Linked DNA regions of Mus musculus: all the other regions are linked to region 2. The links are chromatin contacts, called in public Hi-C maps. All regions are on one chromosome and are shown on one strand. The core of a region is the stretch at or near the end of the contact, and the rest is flanking DNA. Distances in the headings are between cores, read along the strand shown.

Region 1 (4,154 bases), core at 131-2,630, 260 kb before region 2:
AGCCAGGCAGAAAAGCAAAACCTTTGAGTACATGGCTTCTCCATGGCTTCAACTGTATGCATCTGGTTAAAGAATATGCACGAATCAATACCAAGGTGAATAATATGTCTATACACTTCCCTATGTAGTGAGATGAGAGGCCGTTGGGGTTGACAACCTAGAATATGTGATATGTGATTCATTTTTTTTGGTAGGAGAAATAACAGTCATACATCTTTATTAAATGGATCTTCAGAATTTGAATTTGAAAACGCTCTCTGTAGCTGATTGCTTACAACCTGATTCAAAGTCTATGTGGGCTATGACTACTTGTTGCTTGGAATGTGAATCCCTGCACACACATGTGTGTTAACATAGAAATCATCGGACAGCCTTATGGACTGCTCCTCAGGGACCATCTGCCTTTTAATTTTAAAATAATATTTGAGACAGGGTCTCTTGCTGGACTGAAACTAGCCAATGAGGCAAGCCAGGCTGGCTGGCTGGCCAGCAGGCTCCAGAGATCTGCCTACCTCTGCTTCTCTGAGCACTGGAATTCCAAGAGTGCACTTTTTAAACACGGGTTCAAGAAATTGAAGTCAGGCCCTCTAGCTTGCAAGGTAAGCACTTTACCAACTGAGCATCTCCCAGGCTCCAAAATAGACTTTTAATATAGACTTTTTCAATGATTGAGTTAATGAGTGGGGACCAGATCTTTATAAGAATAAATCTAGATGGTGAAGTGCAGTTGAGGCACTGCCTTCTTCTTATCCCCCAAGCAGGGCCCTTGGAGAGCAAAACACTTAGAATTAAGGAAGTTCCTGGTACAAGTACCTTAATCTATGGCACTATCTAGGGGCAGCATTTTGTGATCCCCAACTGTCTCCAGGTTTTCTTCAATGTCAACAGACTCTGCCTAGCTTGTTTCCACGACTATTAGTGACGTGCAGTAGACAAGCTACTGGCTCTCATGAATACGCACTTTGGCTCCTAGAGTCTGTATAATGAAGACAAGTGTACAGGAATACCACTGCCCATCATGAACTCTACAAGGGTCTAGAAAACAGAATGTGAGGGGTTCACTCCAGCTGCAGGCCTTTGGTGGCCTTACGAATGATTCTGGAACCCTCTAAGTTTCAGTTTCCATATCCAAATAGGAATTTCCACTTACACATTGTATGTTCACCATTTCAGACATGGAGAATATCCCTCCCTGGCTGAGCTCCGAGAAAATTCATCGCAGGAGCACAGTGCTCAGATAGGTGTTTGGCTATAAACAGGAGAGCTGTTTGTGAGACTTTTCTCCCCACTGTTGTTTGAGATTAAAAGACTGCCTTTTTTCCAGTATGTTCAGCTTTCAAAAGACACACTGGAGGAAGTCAGCCAATTTCTGCCCACACAACTTCCAAGTGACGTCAATGGCAGCAGAGCTCACAGGTCTCTAAGCAAGTTTTGGCTCTCTATGTGAGGATTTTTTTCCCTTTCTTTCTTTTTTAAAAGAACAACTGCAAAAATGATTGCTCTCAACTCAAATTACACAATTTGTTCTTTTTTGTCCCCTGAGTCAGCAGACCTCGTGTGGAAAATAAGGCAAGCTCCCTTTCGTACACGGCGAGTGAAATGGGACAGGTCTATGAAAATAGAACATTTGAGATGATTGAAGGAATCTTCAAGTAACATTGTTGGTGTTTGTTGTTGTTGTTGTTGTTGTTGTTGTTGTTGTTTGATTTGGTTCTTTGAGACAGGGTTTCTCTGTGTAATAGCCCTGGCTATTCTATATCCTGTTCTGGATGCACTTTGTAGACCAGGCTGGCCTTGAACTCACAGAAATCTGCCTGCCTCTGTCTCTGCCTCCTAAGTTCTAGGATCCAGACAGATACCTAGATAATATAACTGTTACTTGAACCCTAAATTTTTTATCACATCTGTAATCTGTGTATCTTGGGCACAGCATGTGTTGAATATATTTTAGAGGACTTCTCTAACAAGAAAAGGTAACTCATATTTGGTTCCCAGCTCTTCTTTCCTGATAAAGTCAAACAAAATAAAGACTCTAAGGACAGTAGCTTAGGCACATGGCTCTCAACATTGGAAAGGCATGCATCGGCTCAGTCCACATAGCAACTCTCTGAGGCGCTGTTGGTAGAACTCTGCTGACTAGGAATGTGAGAATCAGAAGATAAAACTGCTCAAAAGCTGGTCAAGCAGCACTTGGTCCTCAACCTGGCTTCAATTTCTACCAAGGTGGCTTGTTCGTATCCAAACAGTGTTTAGCTGGGGCTGGAAAGCTGACTCAGCAGGAGTAGGGACCTCTCTTATAAAGGACCCAACTTTGATTTCCAGTACCCATATCAGACAGCTCACAACTACCTGTAACTCCAGCTCCAAGGGATCTGACACCTTCTTCTGACTTCCATGGGCGCCTACACTCACGGACACAAACCCACACACGAGCCAACACATAGACACCTAATTCTGTGCATCTTCTTTTAAAAGAAATGTGCTTATTGATGCCTGATTGCTGTGAGTTTTAAGTAAGGGCTGTTACTTGGCAATCTGAAGCATTGATGTACAAAGCAGCGTTCAGCTCCATCTGCTCCTCCTGACAGACATGGAGTTAAAGGACTCCTGCCCATTCCATCCTTGCAAGAGCTGTCTGAGCGCAGTCTCTATCAGTGCGATGTTACTGAGAAAAACAAGTGGTTGTCACTTGCCTAAGATCACACGACCGCAGAACGCTTCAACTCTACGGCCTGCGTTTCCTGCTCAGTGCATTTTTCCTCTGCAGCACACTTCCTCCAGGAACATAATGCAAAGAAACACAATATAGCATTGTAGGACAGGGGCATGGAAAAATGCCTCTGATATTTAGGAATCTCTCAGTATATTTTAGGGATGATGTCAATCCAAAGGAATTTTGAGTCTTTGGAATTTCCACTGTAGTCTGCACGACCCAAACTGATCTAGAAATGCTGTAAACGACAGCATCTATTTTGATTAAAATAGAATCAAAATACTGAGTTCCTGTTAAAAGTGATTGTAAGGGAATTTCGTATATAAAGACTGATATGCTTAGAAGAATTGGGGGATGGAGTTTAATGGCATCGCTGGGCTTGAGTGGTCATGGAAATTAAAAACGAGTATACTGAAAAGTGTTCTTAGGAGAATTATTACACAAACATTAAAAGGTAAGATACATGAGAAGTACGTCAGAAAACAACTTGTAATTTCCCAAAGCAAAACATAAAACAAATTATAAATTAATTATTATGATTCCCTTTTGTATTTCAATAAAACATATTTTATAAAAAAATATTAGCAACTAAATAAGAGGTCCTCAGGATTAAATTGTTCTGCTCCTGGGTTTGTTCATATCACACCAAATGTCTTATTTATATTTAAATACCACATGGTATGGGCAGGAATTCTCTGTTTAAACTGGACTTTTTCGAGGTTGTTGAGGCCAGACTATTTGCTTTGTCAAAAATTCAATGATTGCCAAGTAGAACAAGCAGCCGGCCCTGTGATAAGTCAGAACGTGGGGATGTATCCACCCAGAAATAAAGCAGATGCTGCCAGGACACCCCCTCGGAGTCCATCAGGGGCTGAATCTGTTTATGTCACCTCCTGACAAACACAGAATTAAATAACGTAAAGTCAAGGTGGCAGTGGCCTAGAAATTCCATCTCTGCAGCATGGACCTCACATTACTCATGGACTTGCTCTCAAAAATTGCATTCCTGAAAATCTAGACATTCTTATAAGCAATAAATAGCTTTGATTCACTTTCTTCCTGTGTGAACGGACACTCTGATAAGAAATGGGTCCCAATGCTGTGACCCTTTAATACAGTTCCTCATGTTGTGGCGATCCCCTGCCAACCATATACTTATTTTCATTGCTACTTAACTTAATTTCTCTACTGTTATGAATTACAATGTAAATATCTGGTATGCAGGATATCTGATATGCGACCCCAGTGAAAGGGTTACTCGACCCCAAAAGGGGTCTTGACCCACAGGTTGAGAACCACTGAAATAACATTCCTAACCAACTTCCTTGTAAAAGATCCTAAACCATCTCAAGATCTCCTAATAACACATTAGTCCTATTAAACTTTATCAAATACTATATATAAAGTCATCTAGAAGTGTACAGGGGCATGGTATTATTTT
Region 2 (3,604 bases), core at 267-2,766:
TATTATAATTATATAAAATTAATATAATTTAATAAATAGAATAATTTTAAAATTCAATGGAAAAAATAAGAACAGTGACTTTCAGTGATCATATTTGAGTCTGGCCAGATCCCTGCAACAACCTGTCTCAGAGGGATAGAATAACATAAGGAGCCAGACCAGGGCTTTCATTGGCTTGCCCACCTGAGTCCTCTCCAGTGCCCTCGAATGGTGACTGTTCTCTTCTCATTGTTATAACGTGGGGGGTTCTGAATGAAGGGCTTTGTGCAGTTGTGAATAACAGTTGTCTCCTGAAGAAGCATGTCCGGGAAGTCCTCTGTAAACATGGGCTTGGTACCTGAGACAGACTGACGGACCTTGCAGCACCTTTGGCTTGGGTACATTTGCAAATGAAAGAACATTCTCTCTGACCGCCCTGTCTCTGTGCCCTGTCCATTCTCAGATCGCCTTGAAGTGTGCTGACATTTGCAATCCTTGTCGTATCTGGGAGATGAGCAAGCAGTGGAGTGAAAGGGTCTGTGAGGAATTCTACAGACAAGGTTGGTAGAACCCACAGCCAAGGCTTCCTCTCCCTGCCTCCTTTTGGACAGTTCTCCCAATAAAACAGGAGCGGCTAACATCAATCCTTTCATCTACTCTAATTATCCTAGCCTTCTCCTTTAAGTTTCTTGTGACTCATCCAACCCTTTCATGGGGAAGAAAGATTTAAATAAATATAATAAATATCACAGACTTATTATGGAAACAGGTAATAACAACACAACACAATGAATCAAAGCAAGATGCACATACACATACAGACACAGACAGCCATATATGTGTGTATATGTATATATATTCACATATTTGCAGAGACACATACAAACAGCCGTGTGTGTGTGTGTGTGTGTGTGTGTGTGTGTGTGTGTGTGTGTGTCCTGTGACTGTAACAGTATGGCAGACAAGTTTGATTTTTGCCCTGACCTTCATTTGAATGAGCTGAGCACAGCCTGAAGGCTAAGCATTGTTTTTAAGTCAATGTCTTCCATTCTGAGAGAATAATTCAGAGCCTTTTGTATGCCTTTTTCTCTGGTTCTTAAAACTTCCAATGATACAGGTCAAAGTTAGCCAAGAACTAACAAGAGTTTACAAGAGTTAGACCATTTGAATTCAGTTTCAACAATAACACATGTGGGTTTTACTGTGGAATGCTGAATGGCCCTAAGGTAGACCATAATTTTTTTTCAAAGGTTACCTTCCTTCATAAGGAAGGCAATAAATCGGCAAGCAGAATCTTGATGCTGGGTGGGAAGTAGGCCTTTACACACAGGCTTGATTCTTCAGGCTGGGTTTCAACATTCACAATGTTTGCTCGGGCACCAGCAGGGCCCTCGTGCTAGTGACAGCATCAGGTTTAAGAGTCTGGGAACAAATAAAGCTCGAAGTGTCCCACATACCAGCTCTGTGAGGAGGTCAGACAGCAACAGTGAGCCTTTTGGAAAAATGTCCACTGAAAGATGTGTCAGTGACATCTCGGTGGTTCCAATGACAGACGACAGAGTAGGGCTGGGTTCACACAAGGCCAGAGACTCTGCTCACTGTCACAGTCTGGGAGTAAAAGCGCTCACGTGACGTCTGTGCCTCTGGAATTTCATGTGCAGTCAACATGAGTCATGAGAAGTTAGAATCGCAGTTCTCGTTGGCCAAGACATAAAGTCTCCACTGAGAACAAAAGTAAGCATGGTGAAGTTGGCGCAGAGAGGGTTTAAAGTTAGGCTGAGTGCTTGCTTCCCGGTGTGATACATAAACTATTGAAATAGCAGCAGGAGAGAAGGCTAGGACTACAGTATTGAAGATCAAGATTCTCCTCTGGCCCACTTGCCTCTGATCCCATCATGGGCTATGATTGCTGTCCATTGTGGTTTAAAGCTTTGATCTGCCCATCGGACACTTAATTCAGACTCTAGGCGACTTGGGGACAGTGGTTGCACCACTTGGGCAGACACAGAGTTCAGGAATCAAAGTTACTAACTACAAGGAATCGATGGCATCGGGCAATCAGGTTACTATGTTTCTTTGCAAAAACCTGCCCTAATGAGATGCAGCACAGTTACGTAGAAAGACCGGGAATGTTTGCCACCACGGTCACTAGGGAAGAGCTTTCACCTACACTGCAGATCTCCCAGCAGACCAAGGAACCAAGGAACTGACTTGTTCCCTTTCAGTTAAGGGCCCTGCAGTCCAGACATCCCGTCTGCTTTGAGAAGAACAGACTCTGCTCATCGGAACTATCTTTTTCCCCTAGTGGATGTCTTTTAACTCTATAGGAATGACTCCTGTCATCTTGATGAGCCCCATCTGGCTTTTGCTTGTGGATCTGGACTCAAATGCCAGCTCATCTCCCCAGCAGCCAGGCTTCTTTCAACAGTTCTTAGTTGTCGCTGCTGCTGCTGCTGCTGCTGCTGCTGCTGTGAGACAAGGCCTTGATATTTAGGAGAGGCTGGTCTCAAACTTACACTCCTGCCTCAGATCCTAGGATGTGAGGGCCACTATGCCCAGTTAGGACAAACATGACAGATATCATGCATCACATTAAACAAACAAAAAATATCCTTTAAGTTGAGGTTTCAGGTACAGGGTTGGGTGGAGAAAAATGGCAGCTTATGAATTAGGAAAACTGTGAGGTCAGGTATTCCTCCCCTCCAGTCCTCAACGCTTTAAAAAGGTTCTTTGTAAATATGGGTTGATATGTCCACAAGTAACCTAGTTTTCCAGAAGTTTTTATTAAACATCCACTCTATCTTTGTCTAATCCTCAGTAAAATGTATTTTTATATGAATAACTCTGCATGGTATGTTACAGTTGCCATCAAGAAATATGGCTGGTACCATTGTAAGACCCCAAATGCTAATCTGCAACATTCCCAGAGGAGAGACTGTTGAGTTTTCCTCTCTGTACTTTCTACATTGGTTAGTAGAATTCTTGAAGACAAGTGTTTCATACTTGTCTGGTGAGTAAGAGAAAGAATAAAGAACACCTCACAGAAAGACAGGTAATGGGACAGGCCTGTAATGGAGGGCTCATTGCTCTCCAAACTATGGTATCTCTGAGGCTCATGTGGCTTAGCTAAATTTTAATTAATTATAATGTAAAAAGAAATTAAAATTTTAGTTCCTAGTGTGTTGGACATGCTTCAGAGAGTCCCCAGAATAGAGTGTGTAGAAAACTTTTCTATCACTGAAAATGGCAATGGTACCTGCCACCAAGACTGACAACCCATGCTCAATCCCCAGATTTGACATGTTAAAAATAGTCTCCTCCTACTGATTGTCCCCTACCTACACACACACACACACACACACACACACACACACACACACACAAGAGAGAGAGAGAGAGAGAGAGAAAGAGAGAGAGAGAGAGAGAGAGAGAATAAATAGATGCAATTTTTAAAAGTTTGTCCCACTGTCAAGCATACCTACTCAAAGGAGCCACTGTTAGGGATTGTTGATGCCCTGTGGGTTTGTCTTTAGGCAGCTCTGTAAGCCAGTGGTCCTAAGGGGTTCATGAATATTCCAAGGGAAGCAACAGTAACCCCCAGAACGATTTCCTCCAACTGGATCAT
Region 3 (3,918 bases), core at 681-3,180, 410 kb before region 2:
AGGAAGTAAGCAAGCAACTGTGGGAAGATGAAAGTCTTCCAAAAGAAAAACAATTTAGTGTGTGACAAAGGAAGAGAAAGGAAGACCACACTGATTTTATAGAGCATAAGATACAATGGGCGAAGCTGTCAGGTGAACAAAAGAAGAAAAGAAAAGAAAAAGGGCAAAAATAAATAACATTATGAGTGCGATATAAATATTTATTTTCCCTTTTAGCATGTAATGCAACCCAAACTTACCCTTTAGTAAGGTAATAGTAAAAATGACTGTCTAGAATCATATTTATATTTTTAGTTGAGGGCAAAATTTCCTAGAAAGTCATGTCTTTCAAATAGACGCCACAAGAAATAAAAGACGGAAACGAACCAATCTGAAAGTGTCCTGAGAGAGACTGGCTAGATGCTGGCCAATGGCCCTTCGACTTCAAGGAACCACGCCCATCCCACCATTAGCCCGCAGCTACACCGTATGTATGGTGCTAGGTATGAGGATGACGGACTGCATGCAGATAAGGCACCCCCAAAGAACTCACTACAGTTTGCTTTCATTTGTTTAGGAAGAAGATCTGCACCTTTCCATACATCTTCCAACAGAAAAATCTCATCTAGAAACCTGCTTCTCCCCTGAATCAAAACAACTCAATGTGTACACTCCCACATTCAGGTTAAAAATTCCTTGGACTTCTGCCTGGCTATCTCGAATTTTTGTCTCTGTGTACATTTGAAATAAAATAAAAATATTCATGGAAGAAAGAAACTTGCTGCTTTAATAGAATATCTTACTGACAAATGTGTCCTAACTCAAAAATAATATTCACCTTCCATGTCTAAGCTAAATACCTTTCTTACTTGTTTCCATTACAAATTCTTATTTTGAAATAGATCGAAAATATTGCCTGTTGAGGAAGAATTCAACTTTACTCCCTTTGAATCCTTATTTGTATAATTGTATAACGTTGGCTCTTTATTTTGTTTGCTTTCAAGTGGACTTTTGCCAAAAGCAATAAAATCCTAAACTGACCATTATAAATGTATTCATAGTTTCCTCCTGTGAGTAAAGATAGAGGGGTACTCAGTGCTGCCCTGTGCATCTCTGTTCACCAGGTCTGCAACACCAACAGCATCCACATATTTGAAACCCTGGAGGACATTGGTTTGGTTTTTATTCAAAAATTAACTCTCATGAAACTTTATTTCGCTTCATCTTCATCTTCCTACTTGGATGCTCTTACCCACAGACACACTGGCTTCTTTCATTCGTCAGTGGGAGAATTACACTCTGGCTACAGAGGCGACATCGTGAGTACTTCCTAAGTCATAAGTAGAAAGAAGTGGATTCATTTTAAATTTATTATTCAATAAAATATTATCCCCCATTTGGGACAGATACAGAATTTGTGGCTCATTTGAAATACCAGCCTGTAACCTCATTTTTCTCCAGAGAACAGTACATCCTTCTGAGCTTGACCCTATAAAGCATTTTATTTATTTGCTTTTTAATTCCAGGGTTGATCTTGGTCTTCACACACCCTGGCTGGTTCAGGGTGAGCTGTGGCAGCTTGCCTCCATAGTCTTTGGGGGAGGATGACAAGAAGTGCTTCTCACTTTGAAAAAGATCTTTACAGTCCACAGCAGCCAGCTTAGATTTTGAAAAGTTTTGCCTGGATCTGTGACAGCTGGTGGGTTTGCTCTAGTCGCTCATTCACTCACCTGAGGGGATGGCCCTGCTTTCGTTTCTTCTCAGGGATTGACAGGATCTAATTCCATATACACATTTTCACCATAAATCTTATAATGCTTAAGAATAGAAACAGTGTTCTTAGTGACGTCTTTCTAAGGAGTAGGAAGAATAAGAGCAACGTTAACCTCCTCCAGGTCTATAATAAGGATCCTGAGCACAATATGCTGATGATGTCATTTACACAGGAATAGAAAGGCAGAAACCACAGAGCTGATGGCGTAAGCATGAAGGTTTGTTGAAAGTAGGATATGACTTAGGACTATAAATGGCTCAACTTTATAACTTCAAAGAAAAATTCTCTTACCATGAATCTATTGAAAATCCAAGACACATGTGTTAGATACAATGCATGGGAGAGGAGGCATGTGCTTGCTTTAGTATTTTGTATTATGTATTAAATCTGCTCCCTAACACCGATGCTTAACAAATGTAAAATTGGTAAAGAATAAACAATAAACACTACAGAACTTTTCCAAACCCTTCAGGTAGTCTCATGAACAGTGCAGATAACCTCCTCACACTCCTCATTAATGCCACGGAATATTCTAGACTTCGCCACGTGAGCTCCACCTTACAAGAGAGTATGTGTCTTTCCTTGTCACCATATGCTAATATTTAGGGAACACCCAGTATTGCTCCATGGCTTCAGGAATGAAGCACACCCATGCTCCCGTCTACTTGCCAACACAGTGACTTGATCATCTCTCTTAGTTTGTCTTTCAGCCCCCTAACCTTACCCAATTATTTTTTAAAAAGCTCTGATTTTCCATATGTGGTTAGCCACCACAGTTACAATCTTCTAAAGAAATCTAACATTTTCTTTATTCCTCCCAACAAATTCTCTTCCTGCCTGACTCATTCTCTTCACTTTAATCATTAATTTGTTGTTTCTATTGTTTCAGGTCTTTAACAGACATCTAGTCTTCTACTCTGGCAAATCTCAAACTAGGGCATGAATCAGAATCACTTGTGAAAACATAGGTTGTGAGCCCGACCCTCCAAATCTCCCAGTGAGACTGTCTGAAGCAGAGCCTGCGAATTTATATTTTTGACAAGTTCCAGGAAATTATAACGCTGATAGATGAGAAACCACCCTTTTCAGACCAGTGACCTTATTATCTACAATGCTTATTCCATGAGACAAACACATACTGAAGAATAAGGACTTTGGAACTAGAGACCTGTCTTAGTAAGCTCCCTGTTGCTGTGAAAAAAGACCATGACAAAATCAACTTGAAAGAAAAGTATGCTTTGGCTCACACACTAGCACCATCATGGTGGGGAAATCCTAGAGGCAGGAGAGATTGAAGAGGCAGCTGGTCACATTACAACTCTCAGTCAGAAAGCAGAGGGAGATGAGTTCACACTGTCTCTTTTTCTACTTACACAGTTCATGATCCCACATAGGGAATTGTGCCGCCCACAGTGGACAGATCTTTCCACTATATGCACAATCAAGTCACTAACGCATAAGCATGCCCAGAAGCCAGTGTTCTAGAGGATTCTAGACTGTCAAGTTGACAATTAATACCAACTTTCATAAGACCTAGTCTCAAAGTTTATGTTATATCTTTTTAATTAATTTTTAAATTTTTGAGTAAATTGTTGAGTTAAAAGTAGTATCTTGCTGTTTTGATTGATGTATAACTTTTAGCCTAGCAATAGCAGCATGACAGAATTTTTAAAATATTTATGAGTTTTTTCATTCATGTAAATTGACTGTCAGTCTCATTTTAATTGCTTTGTTCTCAGTAATTTATGAGAATTTTATATATTCTATAAGTCATTTCATTTGTTTTTATATATTACAAATTTATTTAATTAACTGTGCACCCTTGAGTGTATAGTGCCATTTCCACACATTTTAATGAAAGCAAAGTTATATATTTTTAAAATTAAATTGCCATTTATTTCATCACAGAGAAAAACCTCAGACTGTGGTACAGTTTCTTTCCTAGCACTTTGAATTTACGTTTTGATATTACTTAATAGAATACCCACATTATACATAGATTCAACAACATTCCTGATATCTGTGACAGATTTGTGCATCCCCCCACCCACACACAATGACAAAGTATGTTATGATCACAACCTATGATCGTGAGTTGGCATTGAAGATGAAGGACATCTCAGATCAAAGATTTTGAAGTAGTGGAGAGGAATGCCATAGGCTCT

The links. Hi-C and Micro-C count contacts between places; a contact is called where the count stands out from the background.
Region 1: a contact with region 2 is called in a Hi-C map of muscle stem cells, with 1.7 times the contacts expected there. The contact joins two enhancer-like sites. A contact is called at or near these places in 9 of 484 Hi-C or Micro-C datasets (the HL-1 cell line, adipose-derived mesenchymal stem cells, bone marrow-derived macrophages and 6 more), 4 of 115 datasets of contacts at active chromatin or transcription factors (bone marrow-derived macrophages, cardiomyocytes, embryonic stem cells and 1 more) and 1 of 9 other capture datasets (embryonic stem cells).
Region 3: a contact with region 2 is called in a Hi-C map of uterus, with 1.9 times the contacts expected there. The contact joins two enhancer-like sites. A contact is called at or near these places in 2 of 484 Hi-C or Micro-C datasets (both in uterus) and 1 of 9 other capture datasets (embryonic stem cells).

Annotation. Positions count from the first base shown.
Region 1 is chr10:20,671,222-20,675,375 of GRCm38.p6, reverse strand. It overlaps a transcript of Pde7b not described here. Among named protein-coding and RNA genes, the nearest start is that of Pde7b, 120 kb to the right of the region's middle. Within about 2 kb of position 1,380, at least 53 of the 459 cell types and tissues checked have an H3K27ac peak or open chromatin away from gene starts, as enhancers often do. A contact at or near this core is called in muscle stem cells, where this site is marked.
Region 2 is chr10:20,407,278-20,410,881 of GRCm38.p6, reverse strand. Pde7b (phosphodiesterase 7B) reads left to right here. Exons shown (of 12, transcript NM_001347366.1): 10 at 443-539. Among named protein-coding and RNA genes, the nearest start is that of Mtfr2, 61 kb to the right of the region's middle. Within about 2 kb of position 1,516, at least 28 of the 459 cell types and tissues checked have an H3K27ac peak or open chromatin away from gene starts, as enhancers often do. A contact at or near this core is called in muscle stem cells and uterus, where this site is marked.
Region 3 is chr10:20,816,738-20,820,655 of GRCm38.p6, reverse strand. It overlaps Gm33510 (a long non-coding RNA gene), which reads left to right. Exons shown (of 3, transcript XR_380150.1): 3 at 557-735. Among named protein-coding and RNA genes, the nearest start is that of Gm33510, 20 kb to the left of the region's middle. Within about 2 kb of position 1,930, at least 17 of the 459 cell types and tissues checked have an H3K27ac peak or open chromatin away from gene starts, as enhancers often do. A contact at or near this core is called in uterus, where this site is marked.